2 separate regions of the Mus musculus genome follow, and region 2 is linked to region 1. A link is a contact called in public promoter capture Hi-C data. All regions are on one chromosome and are shown on one strand. The core of a region is the stretch at or near the end of the contact, and the rest is flanking DNA. Distances in the headings are between cores, read along the strand shown. Region 1 overlaps Clstn2 (calsyntenin 2). Region 2 overlaps Clstn2 (calsyntenin 2).

Region 1 (5,599 bases), core at 2,447-4,946:
ATCCACTTCTAGTGGTCCTGGCTTGTAAAGCAACTACAGAAACTGCCTCTACGGTCATATGGCATTATTTACCCATGATTCCTTTGACACATGAATATGCTTACATATAGAACAGTGCCCTGGCTTCCTGGTTGCTTCGGATGCTGTTGATCCTAATCAGCCTCCAGTTTACTCTCTACCTCTACCACCTTCTCATTTCATATCTCTTCTCCTCCTGTTCAAGTGACTCACCCGGGTGCCAAGTCTAATTTTCTTTGCCCAAAACTTTTGCTCCATTTCCAACCTTCTAGAGTGTGTCTGTGAAAGGGCCATCAATACTCCCTTCCAGAGCTCCAGGGCTCCTTTGCATCGTGGAGAGTGGGTAATGGTAAGAGCCACAGCCCAGCCTTCCCTGACGGCCAGGATGAATGCACTTTTGCCTCCAAAGATGCATGCATGCATGCATTTTACTCATGGTGAAGTGATGTGAGTCATGGATCCAGTTGAACCCTTACTCTTGGGCCCTTGAGGAATCCTTTCAGAGTAGAGGCTACCTCATTGTCCTTTTTCCACTCGGGGGGAGGGGGGTTGGAGTCTAGACCTAAAACCTGTGTGTTGATTCTCTGCCTTTGTAAATAGAAATAACCTCTTAGCTTCTTCTTGTTCTTCTTCTTTTTTTAATGACAGCTCATTCTGCTGAGGAAAAGAACCCTCAATATTTATGTGTTTGTGTCCCACTTCTGCTCTGAAATGCTCAGTTTAAAGGGTCCAGGTAAGAGAGGTACGTTTTCACTCCCAGATAAAAGAAAGCAAACATTAAAGCCAACATGATTTTGTTCCTGTGATTAATATCCAGCGCCAGCATTCTGAAGCTTCTCGTGTCTGCTGCCCTTGTCTCATCGGACTTTGGGGGATTGGGCTTCATAGCGATGAATCTTCCCACAGTATATCTGATAAAAAGGGTGGGTCAGGGGCAAGGAGCTGGGCTCATTAACAAATTAAAGCTCCGTTTCCTCAGTCCTATGACTCACAGGGTGGAAAAAGTGGGGCACATCATGGCCTGGCTGCCTTTGCTCCTGGTGTGGTGGGGAGGGCTCCTTTTACTGGTTCTACCTGGAAAAGATTACTTTGGGGGGAAAAAAAAGTCCCTTCCTGTCAGCTTCCATGAGGAAGCACAAAATATTGTCACCTGCTCTTTGCCCCTTCCACTCTTCTTCCCTCCCTAGTGATTTTGCAAAGGACAACTGCAGACAAAGAGTGGGCTCCAGGAACCTTTCTCCATCAGGGCATCTTAACTTTTCAAACCACACTTGTTCTCCGAGGCCAGGTGATCTCTGGGATTCTAGTCAGCCTTTGTTGAGCCCGTGCTGTGGGCCAGATGCACAGCTTTGGATGCCCTGGTTGCATCCAGGAGAAGGAGCAGCACCTGAGGCACATCAGTTACTCTTTTTGCCTTAGGGAGGTGGCAAGTGGAGGTGGGGAAAATTGGGGTCTGTACTGTTCACATCCAGTCATGTTTTTTTAGGGTACCCTGGGAAGATAGATTGTGGCTCTTGGAGTGTGGCTCTACCTTAGGGTCTGCCTGCCAAAAGCCCAGAAGTACCAGTTCACATATTCTGTTTGGTGACTCCATCCTGTGTCTCATTCCTTGACAGTCTGGTCTCTTCTTCGGTGACGTTCTATAACTCACTCAGCCTCTACCCCATCCTTCGATATCCTTGACTGGACCTGATCTCCAGCCCCAAAGCAAACTGTCTCCTCATCCTACATGAGCGAACCTGCCAAGGACAGTCCTGCTTCCAGATTACTCTCCATCACTTTCTGTGTTGTCCGATCCAAGGCTTTGGTAATAAATGGCTGGTGTGTAAGGGAAACACAGAAAATTGCCTTACATCTTGGGAAAGGAGTCTCAGCAGGAACTTTACTCAGAGAGGCCAGGCTGTGAAAGAAAAAGCCCTCTAGTGCTTCTCACAGGCAAATAACTGCCGTGTCCTATATTTTCTTTTCTGATCTCCCCCACCCATTTTATTCTGCTATAAAAAGGTAGACTCTAATTTCATAGAGATGTGTATTCTCAACGTGGTCTCTGAGCTGGCCTCAGGGTCCCTTTGGAGAACTTAGGGGGCTCAGTGAAAAGAGGCTGTCAGGGGTGACATGTTTCTGAGCAAAACCCGGGGTGGGGGGCTGGGTTTGTAGAACCTCACTATGACTGGTTCTCCTGGCTTATGTTCTATCGGTTCCTCTTCTATGCCCTGCCCTCTGACCTTGACCTTGACCTTGAGATCCTAGTATGAGACTTGACTTAGGTCATAGGCACAATGACTGACAAAATACAAGAAGTTCCAGCTGAAGGCTTATGGTGCTTACAACATAGATCTTATGCCATACGTCAGGAAGGGAAAATGGTGGGAACCCAGTACCTATATGGACTATAGGAATGAGATTCCCACTGTAGATGAAGCTGCAGCTTTGACTTTTCTTTTCCTTTTTCTCTTTCTCCTACTTTTAGCAACACGGGATACTGTCCTTCCAAGAGAAGCAGTCCATTACCCATCTAACTTAGTGTCTGAATTGTGACGGCATTTGCCATTCTCCCTCCTCCAAGTGCCAGCACAGGCTGGCCTCCACAGAGACAGCGCTGAAACCCTGGCCTTCCTAAGCTTTGTTCTCAGAGTGCAGCTTGCTGAAGCCTCACTTGTAGAGTGTGCCTTACTAGTTTCCGGAGTGCTGCTGAGACTGCGGCTGCAGCTGCCCTGCGGATCACCCAGCCAGAGCTCAGTCCTTCATGTGTGAACCTTGCATCAGGCGGGCCAGACCCTGGGCTTTGGCTGGAAGCCCCCTGGACCCACTTAAAGCACTGTTCATAATTTTCCTGGTCTACTTACCTACTCCTTCTTTTTGAGGACTACCTCTGTCTTAGCTTCACCAACTCTCAGCCATCAGGGGGGCTGTAAGCCTCTTGAACCCATTTAAACCACTGTTCATAATTTTCCTGGTCTGCCTGCCTACTGCTTCTATTTGAGGACTACCTCCATCTCAGCTTCACCAACTCTCAGCCATCAGCCAAATTATTTCTCTATAAAGGGAAAGGCTTTCCTCTACACATGACCCGAGCCATGATAACGAAGGAGAATTTCGGAGCATGTTGCTCACTTTCCTGGAGCTCTCTCTGCTCATGGAGGCCCTTCAGCATCCCTAGGATCATCCCTACCATCTGACTTAAACTAGATGACTGCATCTTAAACTTTCCCCCCGGCAGTCCTGCGTGTGGAACCCTCTGACACTACAAGAGCGGAGGAGGCTTCTCTCTAGTTCATCCTCTCTCTCCTGTTCCTTGGCTTAGAATCAAGCACACACGGGTGCTTGGTGAGGACTTGCTGAATTTATGGAACATAGGTGCAAACAGAGACTTCCATCTGCCTAGTGACTCAATGCAATCGCTCTCTGGCATGCTCATGGAGATAACTTCTGTCTCTCTTTGTTACCATGGGACAAAGTCAAGCTTAGCTCCTAATTTGTAGCTCCCGGAAAACACCAGCTTCCCCTTTCCAACCAGTGTCAGAAGGGAGCTAATACAGGGTAAACGTATAAAGTAAAACAAATAAAGACAGGCAAGTGAAGGTCCTGGAGTTGACTTGGAAACTTACACTGCTCATTCCCTTTGCCTCCAGCTGGACAACGGAACGTGGTGACATGAAAATTAAACCGTGCCAAGGGCTTTGGCTTGTCAGCCTCGATAAATGTCTGGCACAGATAGAGAAGCCTGCAACATTGGAACCTGGCTGAGCATATTGCAGGAGGCTTTGGGGATCCTCCAGAGGCCATATGTTCCGTGAACATCACCCACTTTTCTAAAGAGTTAGACTTATTCGCTCACTTTTTTTTGCAAAGCCTATCTGGTTAATTTAAATGGGGAGATGATTAAGAAAAAGCACTCTTTTCTTTGCAGCTAATATTGAGTCATAGAGGCAAGGAGGCTGTTAATTTTGAAGTGTTGCTGGGTAGGGCTTTCTGCTGATTGTGTTGCTATTGATTTGAACAGCCACAAGTCTTTAGGATCATTTTTAGAGCGAAGACATGAACAGGGCTGAAATGAAAATCAGTCCCAGATAATGAACACTCCTGCTTAGAAATCATTATGGACTGAGCCCTGCCAGGAAGGTGCTTAGCCTGGGGAGTTAGCACTTGCCACAGCAGAGGAGGAAGCCCCTGTGCTCAGTGATTACCCAGGTCTCTGGGTCTAGGCATCCAACCCTTAGGAATATTTGTCTGATTTCTTCAATTCAGAAATAACAAGTGGGATTTTGGTTGCTCATTTACCGGTTTCTTTTGCGTTTTCTCCAGTCTCCTGTGAACTTCTAAGAGAGCTTTAATGAAAGAACCCAGAGTTTTCCAGCTGTTCAATTCAAGGCAATGACCACTAGGGAGCTGTTGGGTGTTTTCTTTGGGGTAGAGGGATGGGGGAGGGATGGATGCTTTTTATGTATTGAGGGTGAGAGTCAGCCTCACATGGATCTGCCTAGTGGCTAGCTTTCTAGATGTCTAGCAGGCTAAGTTTTGAGTAGAAAATGAGAAATAAGAGAGTAAAAAGTTTATGACATGAAAATTCAATGAATTCAAGTAGCCCCTTTTTCCCTTCAGTCTCATAGATTAGTTTTACTGGAAAGTAGATGGCGGGACTAACTGGAGTGTTCCTTTGCTTGGGCACTGTATGAATCTGCTTCCATGGCACCAGGCAGGGTTTAGAAGAGTAACATTGAGAACAAATGGCCCTGCACAACCCTAAGGCTTTCTTTCCTCTCTGGATCTCTATAGATGGTTTGCTGATCTCTGGTACACGGGAAGGGGGCGCTGTTTTTCTAACAGTGGTTATCTCCATGGAGACTTGGTGGGTGTCCCTTGAGACAAACTCTCTTGTTAAGGTCAGAAAATTTGGTCTAAACTGTGAGTGGTCAAAATGAATGGTTAATTCAATAAAGTTCTCAGAAAGTTCTGCCACAGCAATCATAGTCCTTTGTACCTGTGTGACTTGGGGCCTTAGTCAGACTTACAGAATTTGCTTAAATCTACTTGAATACACTCAGGATTCCTTGAGACACTTCTTCAGTGGGTTTAATGGCTTTTCTCCACTGGGGAAACTCACTGGCATCCTCCTGCTTCTCCTCCTCCCAACCTTCTGAGTTACCTGAGACTCGCAGCCCACCTATCTTCAAGCTCTGAAGAGCAGACCCAGGTTGTCCATTTGGCAAGAAACGCAATGGACGAATCTATGGCCACACCTGTCAGTTCATTCTCTTCGGGGCGGAATCTGCCTTTCCTTGGTTGCTCACCTCTTCCTAGGGGTCCCATGGTGTCCAGGTCATCTGGGAACTTTGGTTTCAAGATACCATACTCTGGACACTGGGAAAAGCCAGTGTGATTAGTGCCTTGCATTCCTGGTCAGAGTAGTTGTTGGGAGGCCTATGCCTTGACCTACCACTCACCTGGATACCTGCTGAAGGTCACTATTTTATAACCACTCCTTCCTTGATCTTAACCAAGGTTAAGTGAGTGTTGGGAACAGAATAAAAGCCTGTTGTCCCAGGAATATCACTTAGATGCTTTGGCTTTGGAGTTGGCA
Region 2 (5,637 bases), core at 271-2,770, 320 kb after region 1:
GAGTGAGGGACTAAATGTCCAAATACCTATATGACTTTTGCTTTATAATCCTATCTGTGCTAATAAAAGTCCTTAAAAATCTATACTGGTAGAATTCAATTAATTAAAGGTCCACCACGAACATAAAATTAGCACTACATTCAAAGTCCATTGCTGACAAGCCTTCTTCTACATCCTGTCCTGAGTTCATACCCTTTCATCCCATTTGCCTCCTACCCACTGGTTTCCAGAGAGAACAGTGTATATGGGGGTACTCATTCCCTAAGCAAGAGGGCACTGTCCTGGGTGCCAAGTTGCAGGTTAGGCAGCATTGTAGATGCCTGGCTTCTAACAGACTCCACGGACTAACGAGAAACGGGTTGTTCAGTCTCACTTGGCACCCATGGGAGTTTACACAAAGCCACGGGAATGACCTATACTGCCTACAGCATGAAAACCTAACCCTCAAAGTAACTTACTTCCAGAATTGAGAGGAAAGGGATATATCTTAACAATGCACCAGAAATTAAAATCTACCAATGGCCAAAGCTTGGAGGAAGCCATTCTGATGACCTAAAAGTGCAAGGGATTAGAGTCTGTTCATTCCTAGTCTTCCTCCAGCCCAGAAGTGAAAATGCAATGTCCACCCAAATACTTACCATTTTATCTTTCGAGGTAAACCTAAATAGCGCAGTCCAAGTAATGTTCTCCAGAGCTAGATCAGTATTGACCCCTCGCTCTGGCTGAAGACCACCACAACATGGCTGGTCTTTGGTTCTGTAGAGTTGGAATCCCCTGCTTTCAAACACCCGAGAACAACGTGGGTATGAAAATATATAGGAGTGTCAGCTTTTTCCATTAGAAAAAATATGGCGCTGACCAGAAGGTCCTGTGCCAGTGGCAAAGAAGCAAAGCACAACCAAGAGCTACACTCTCTACATGCTGTCCCTTTGCAGGAAGTGACATGGCATGCTGGGGAGTGCTGTTTACAGTCACAGGTATAGTTTTTTCCTAAGTCCGTCCTGTGCTGTCACAGCATTCAGTGAGTGTTGAGCGTTGCATTTTTCCAAGTCCCCCCTGAGATGTACTAGAAAACTACGCAAGTTACTATAGGGCCTATGTAAATCCTTGTTTACATAGGATTGTGTTCAAAGTCAGGAAAGAATATAAATACACCAGAAGGTGAGACAGAAAACGATGAGAGGAGGATTGTAGGGGGGTGGGGAAACCACAAATCAGCACCATACTGAAATTTTACATTGTTAGCACAAATATAAAACGGATACCGGAGAACGGAGGCTATGTGAAGCAGAAGGTAAAAATGTCAAAGTAGCAAGTGCAGTGTTGGAACGCACCGTGAGCACAGGGGTCCAAAACATCATCTCTATTTGTGGGAGCAACATCAGTAAAGTAGAAGAGAGCTAGAGTAAACAAAACCTTGCCTAATAAAGAACAAAAAGACTGCGGTAGTGGTTAGATGAAGAGACTCCCTTGTATTACACTTCAAGGAAAGGAAACGGGTAAAGACATCCTTGCCCAGACACAGAAAGCTTCATTGTGCCTTTTCAGGTTACTGCAAACGATGCCAGAGACAGTGAACTGTTTATATAGAAAAGAAAAGCCAGGAGGTCTAGATCAGTGACAGAGTGCCCGTCTATTATGTACAAAACCCTATGCGTAATCCTCTTTATGAGAGAGAGAGAGAGAGAGAGGTGGGGGTGGAAAGGCTGGCAAAGAAATTAAATCAGAGCTTCATCTCCTGTCCTACATCAAAACAGATTTCAGTACGTTAGAGAACTAATTTTTTTTTAACATAAGCCTCAGATAAATTACAGCAGCATCTGCAATTTTGAAATGAAAAAGGTTTCTTTCACTTAGAGTAAAAATAATAGGGAGAATAGAAAAAAAACTAGTCTTGAAAGAAAACATAAATGGATTTATGCAATACAGCTCAAATTTTATATCCCATGCAACCTAATAAAAAGTAAAAGCCCAAGGGCCCGAAAGTTGTCTCAATAGGTAAAGATGCTTGCCACCAAGCCAAAAGACCTGAGTTCAAGCCCCAGGACCAAAATGTCGAAAGGAGAGAACAGTTCCCACAAGTTGTCTTCAGCTCTCCCATCTGCACACTGGCACATGTGCATGTGTGCCAACGAGTAAGCACTTGTAACAAAAATTAAAAGCACAAAGAGGAATAATTATGTTGTCAAAATATGAAAGGGCAAAACCTGGCAGGGTTATGATTAAAACGAGAAAGTTTGAGCTAGACCTTTTTATATTTTAATAGAGAAGAATCATCACTTTGATAGTCAGCATAGCAGATAGGAAGCTTACCAAACAAGAAATGCATAACTGTTTCTTCCATGTTCACACTCCCCAATAACCAACAAGATAGGAATTAAAATGTGGTTGCAATTGTGTTTAGTAAATTGGCAAAGCAGGGAGAAAAGCAATTACTTTCTTAAGTGGCGAGGAACCAATTTGTTCTGGACAGCCAGGCTCGCAGTGGAAATGACGGTGAGCACCAACAATGCCTGCGTTCGTCCCGTCATCTCAATTCCAAGGCATGTATTCTATGCAACAGTCAGTGAGCGGCTCAACATGAACATGGCGGGGTGTGCGCCGAGCTCAGAACGTTCCGTCCACTCTGCTCTTTGTAGGACATGGTAATTTTTAAAAATTACCACCTACATCAATCCACAGGTGTTCTGAACTTCTGATTCTCTTAGATGTGTTCAAAATGTCAAATTAGGCTTTTAAACAACTTCCCCAGGAAGACACCATGATGATGATGATGATGATGATGATGATGATGATGATGATGATGATGATGATAATCTGCCTTTAAAGACATTGAAAGACAGAGTATAGCAAGTATACCCCAAGATGAAGTTCAGAGAAATGTCTCTCCCAGCTTTGAAATTGTATCTTTAAGACTGAAAATGTGTTAGAAGAGGAAGGGTGAGTTATCTGTACTTCCTTTCTCTCACACGCTGAAGAACTGGCATCTTGAGGGCCAAGTTTCCCACAGAGGTCCACAGGGTGTTTCTGCAACACCCTTTCTCACGAGCCAAGCAAGCCTGGCAAGGAGGGGCAGCTGATGTTACGTTTTTCTTTGTAGCTCTAAAGTTTACCAGGTAAAACTCGAGCATCCTAAAAGTTGGAAATGGGACAAAGGGTGACCACTTGTCATGGAAGGCTGAAGGGAAGTCAGGTACCGAGGTGGGCATGGGGGTGGGCACAGGAGAAGGAAACCAGTTCCCACTCCCTAATCCTCGTCTTGAGCCTGGCAGGCCAAGGCTGAGAATAGGAATCCTGGCAAAGGCAGAGTATAAGCACCGTGTCCTAGATCCCACGCAAGCCATTCAACCACCAGGGTGGATGTAGACTTCTGAATAATCGCTAACCATGGGCAGTGCTCGCAGACCACAGATCAGCACTGGCCACTTACTCTAACCAGGGCACGTTAGGCAGCACAAAAGCCCAGGAAGGGAAATTTTCTAGATTGTGAACACGGTCCCAGCCTCTCTCCTCTGCTGCTCTGCTCCACAGCCCATTTATCAGATGCTTCATTATTTAAAAGTGGAAGCCCCAAAGAGTTGGCTCCGGGAGCCTCGTCTGTTCTAAAGAGCCCTGTTTGCTTTGCACATGTCAGGTGTCTTCACATTTGATAAGAGAAGAAGGGTATGAAGCAGGTCAGGCCCTCCTTCGGCAGGTCTAACTCATTTCCCGTGGGCTGGGGCTGACTCCTTCACAGTCTCTTTAAAATCATGCTGCTAATCCCCTGCCTTGTCTCTCCTTAGCCCTTCCTGCCTTATTCTGGCCTCTGCCCAGGAGCCAGGAGACTATATAGCTCAGGGACTCTGCAGAGCTAGCCTCACCTGCTGGAGGAGCCCTTCTCATGCCCTGTGCCTGCCTGCAGAGGCAAGGAGAAACCTACTCAGCAGCCCCTCCTTTGACTGTCTCAGTCCCCTGATTCCATTACCTGATAATACTCCCCCACCCCTGCTTCTGCGAACAGACTAATTTGGAGTTGTTTGCAGCTCTGCACCTCAGCGGCAGAATTTCCACAGGCAGAAATTTGTTACTAATAAAAGCAAAGCCTCTGAAGTTACAAATTGTATCTTTTTTTTTATTTTGTTTTAATAAGACTGGATTCAAGGTTACATCTATGATAAAATCCTTACTCCTATGCTGTGTCTGCTATATTTTTCTCCACAGATGAGAGAAGATGGAGCTCCCAGGCCCCAGAAATACAATGCATGCTCCTGTGTTATTTGTAGCTCTGGGAGCCTGGCTGTTTGCATGGATCAGGCTGCTCCTTAGGGAAAGAGCCCACTCTAACTAACCTGTGGCCTCTAGCTCCAGGCATGATAGCCAGCATGGTAGGTGCCCAGTCACCTTGGGTTCATAGAAGGCAGTGCTCATTGGGAGACAGGCTCCCTGGGAACCCAGACTTGTGATTGAGAGCATCTAAGGAGGATGGCTATGCAGAGGTAGCATATGGTGCTCAGGTAGGATGCTTAGGTAAGATGATCAGGTAGGATGCTCCCCCACGTGGCAATGGTGCTCATTCTCCCATTGGCCTTACTGCTATCAGAAGCTGACCTCTGGCCTCAGTTACAACATTCCCAACAGGACTCCTACCCACAGCTCCCCACAGAACACACAACATGGTGATTTCCCTTCACTTCTTGTTTCCAGCTAATACAACCACTGAACATTCACCATACAGCCAGAGCTTTAGATACACGTGTTTCGCCTTTTTAAAAAAGGCATTTGTTGTGCATGTATGTATGTGTCCCCATGGGTGCACATGGAACATGTGTTTATGCCCCCACCGTGTGTGTGTGAGTGTATGTGTGTGTGTGTGAGTGTGTGTGTGTCTGACTGTGTGTGTGTGTGTGTGTGTGTAAGTGTGTGTGTGTGTGTGTGTGTGTGTGTGTGTGTGTAACTGTCCTCTTTCACCACTCCCCTTACTCACTGAGGCAGGTTCTCTCAATGGAACCTAGAGATCACTGACACAGCTGGGCTGGCTTGCTTGCACCAGGGATGCCCTGTCTATGCCTTCCGAATTATAGGTAGGATGCCACCTGGCATTTAAGTATGTTTTGGGGATCCAAATTCAGGCCCTGATGCTTTCGTGGCAAGAACAATCTCCCTAGCAGTTTAGCCTTCTTGTCTACACTGTCCATGCCTTAGAGGAAGACATCTTGCCCTATTGTTCCTATTGAATGTATCCTCAATTCAGCACCGAGGATTTAATGTGAGATAAAGTATTTGAATTGAGTTGATAGATTACTTAGATAAATATAAAATTAAAATGTGAAATAAGCAAACCACAGGACTCTATGAGTATGAGAGCCTAGCAAACCTCTTCAGACACTGTATGATATCAGGACTGTTAGCCTATTCAGTTCCCCAATTTTAAGATTCAAATAATACTTTCCACTTCCTCAGAAATAAAAGGACCATAGTTAATATATAACGCCCACCATATTTCCACACGTTCCCCATCCAAACTTCTGCCTACTTCCCCTCTCCTGACTCTTCCATTCCCTTCAGATTTTAAAGTTTCTAAGAATCACTGGAGGTCAATCATATTTTGAAGACAATTCATAAATTGTCATTTACGAATGCCAGCCCTGTCCCATTGTC

The links. Promoter capture Hi-C pulls out the DNA fragments that hold promoters and counts their contacts.
Region 2: a promoter capture Hi-C map of hippocampal neurons shows a contact between it and region 1, with 3 times the contacts expected there. The contact joins two enhancer-like sites. A contact is called at or near these places in 2 of 39 promoter capture datasets (hippocampal neurons and liver) and 2 of 484 Hi-C or Micro-C datasets (cerebral cortex and muscle stem cells).

Annotation. Positions count from the first base shown.
Region 1 is chr9:97,446,140-97,451,738 of GRCm38.p6, forward strand. All of the region lies in intron 17 of Clstn2 (calsyntenin 2), which reads right to left. Among named protein-coding and RNA genes, the nearest start is that of Gm25607, 9.3 kb to the left of the region's middle. Within about 2 kb of position 3,697, at least 9 of the 459 cell types and tissues checked have an H3K27ac peak or open chromatin away from gene starts, as enhancers often do. A contact at or near this core is called in hippocampal neurons, where this site is marked.
Region 2 is chr9:97,765,866-97,771,502 of GRCm38.p6, forward strand. The region is part of intron 2 of Clstn2 (calsyntenin 2); the gene reads right to left. Among named protein-coding and RNA genes, the nearest start is that of 4921534H16Rik, 230 kb to the right of the region's middle. Within about 2 kb of position 1,521, at least 4 of the 459 cell types and tissues checked have an H3K27ac peak or open chromatin away from gene starts, as enhancers often do. A contact at or near this core is called in hippocampal neurons, where this site is marked.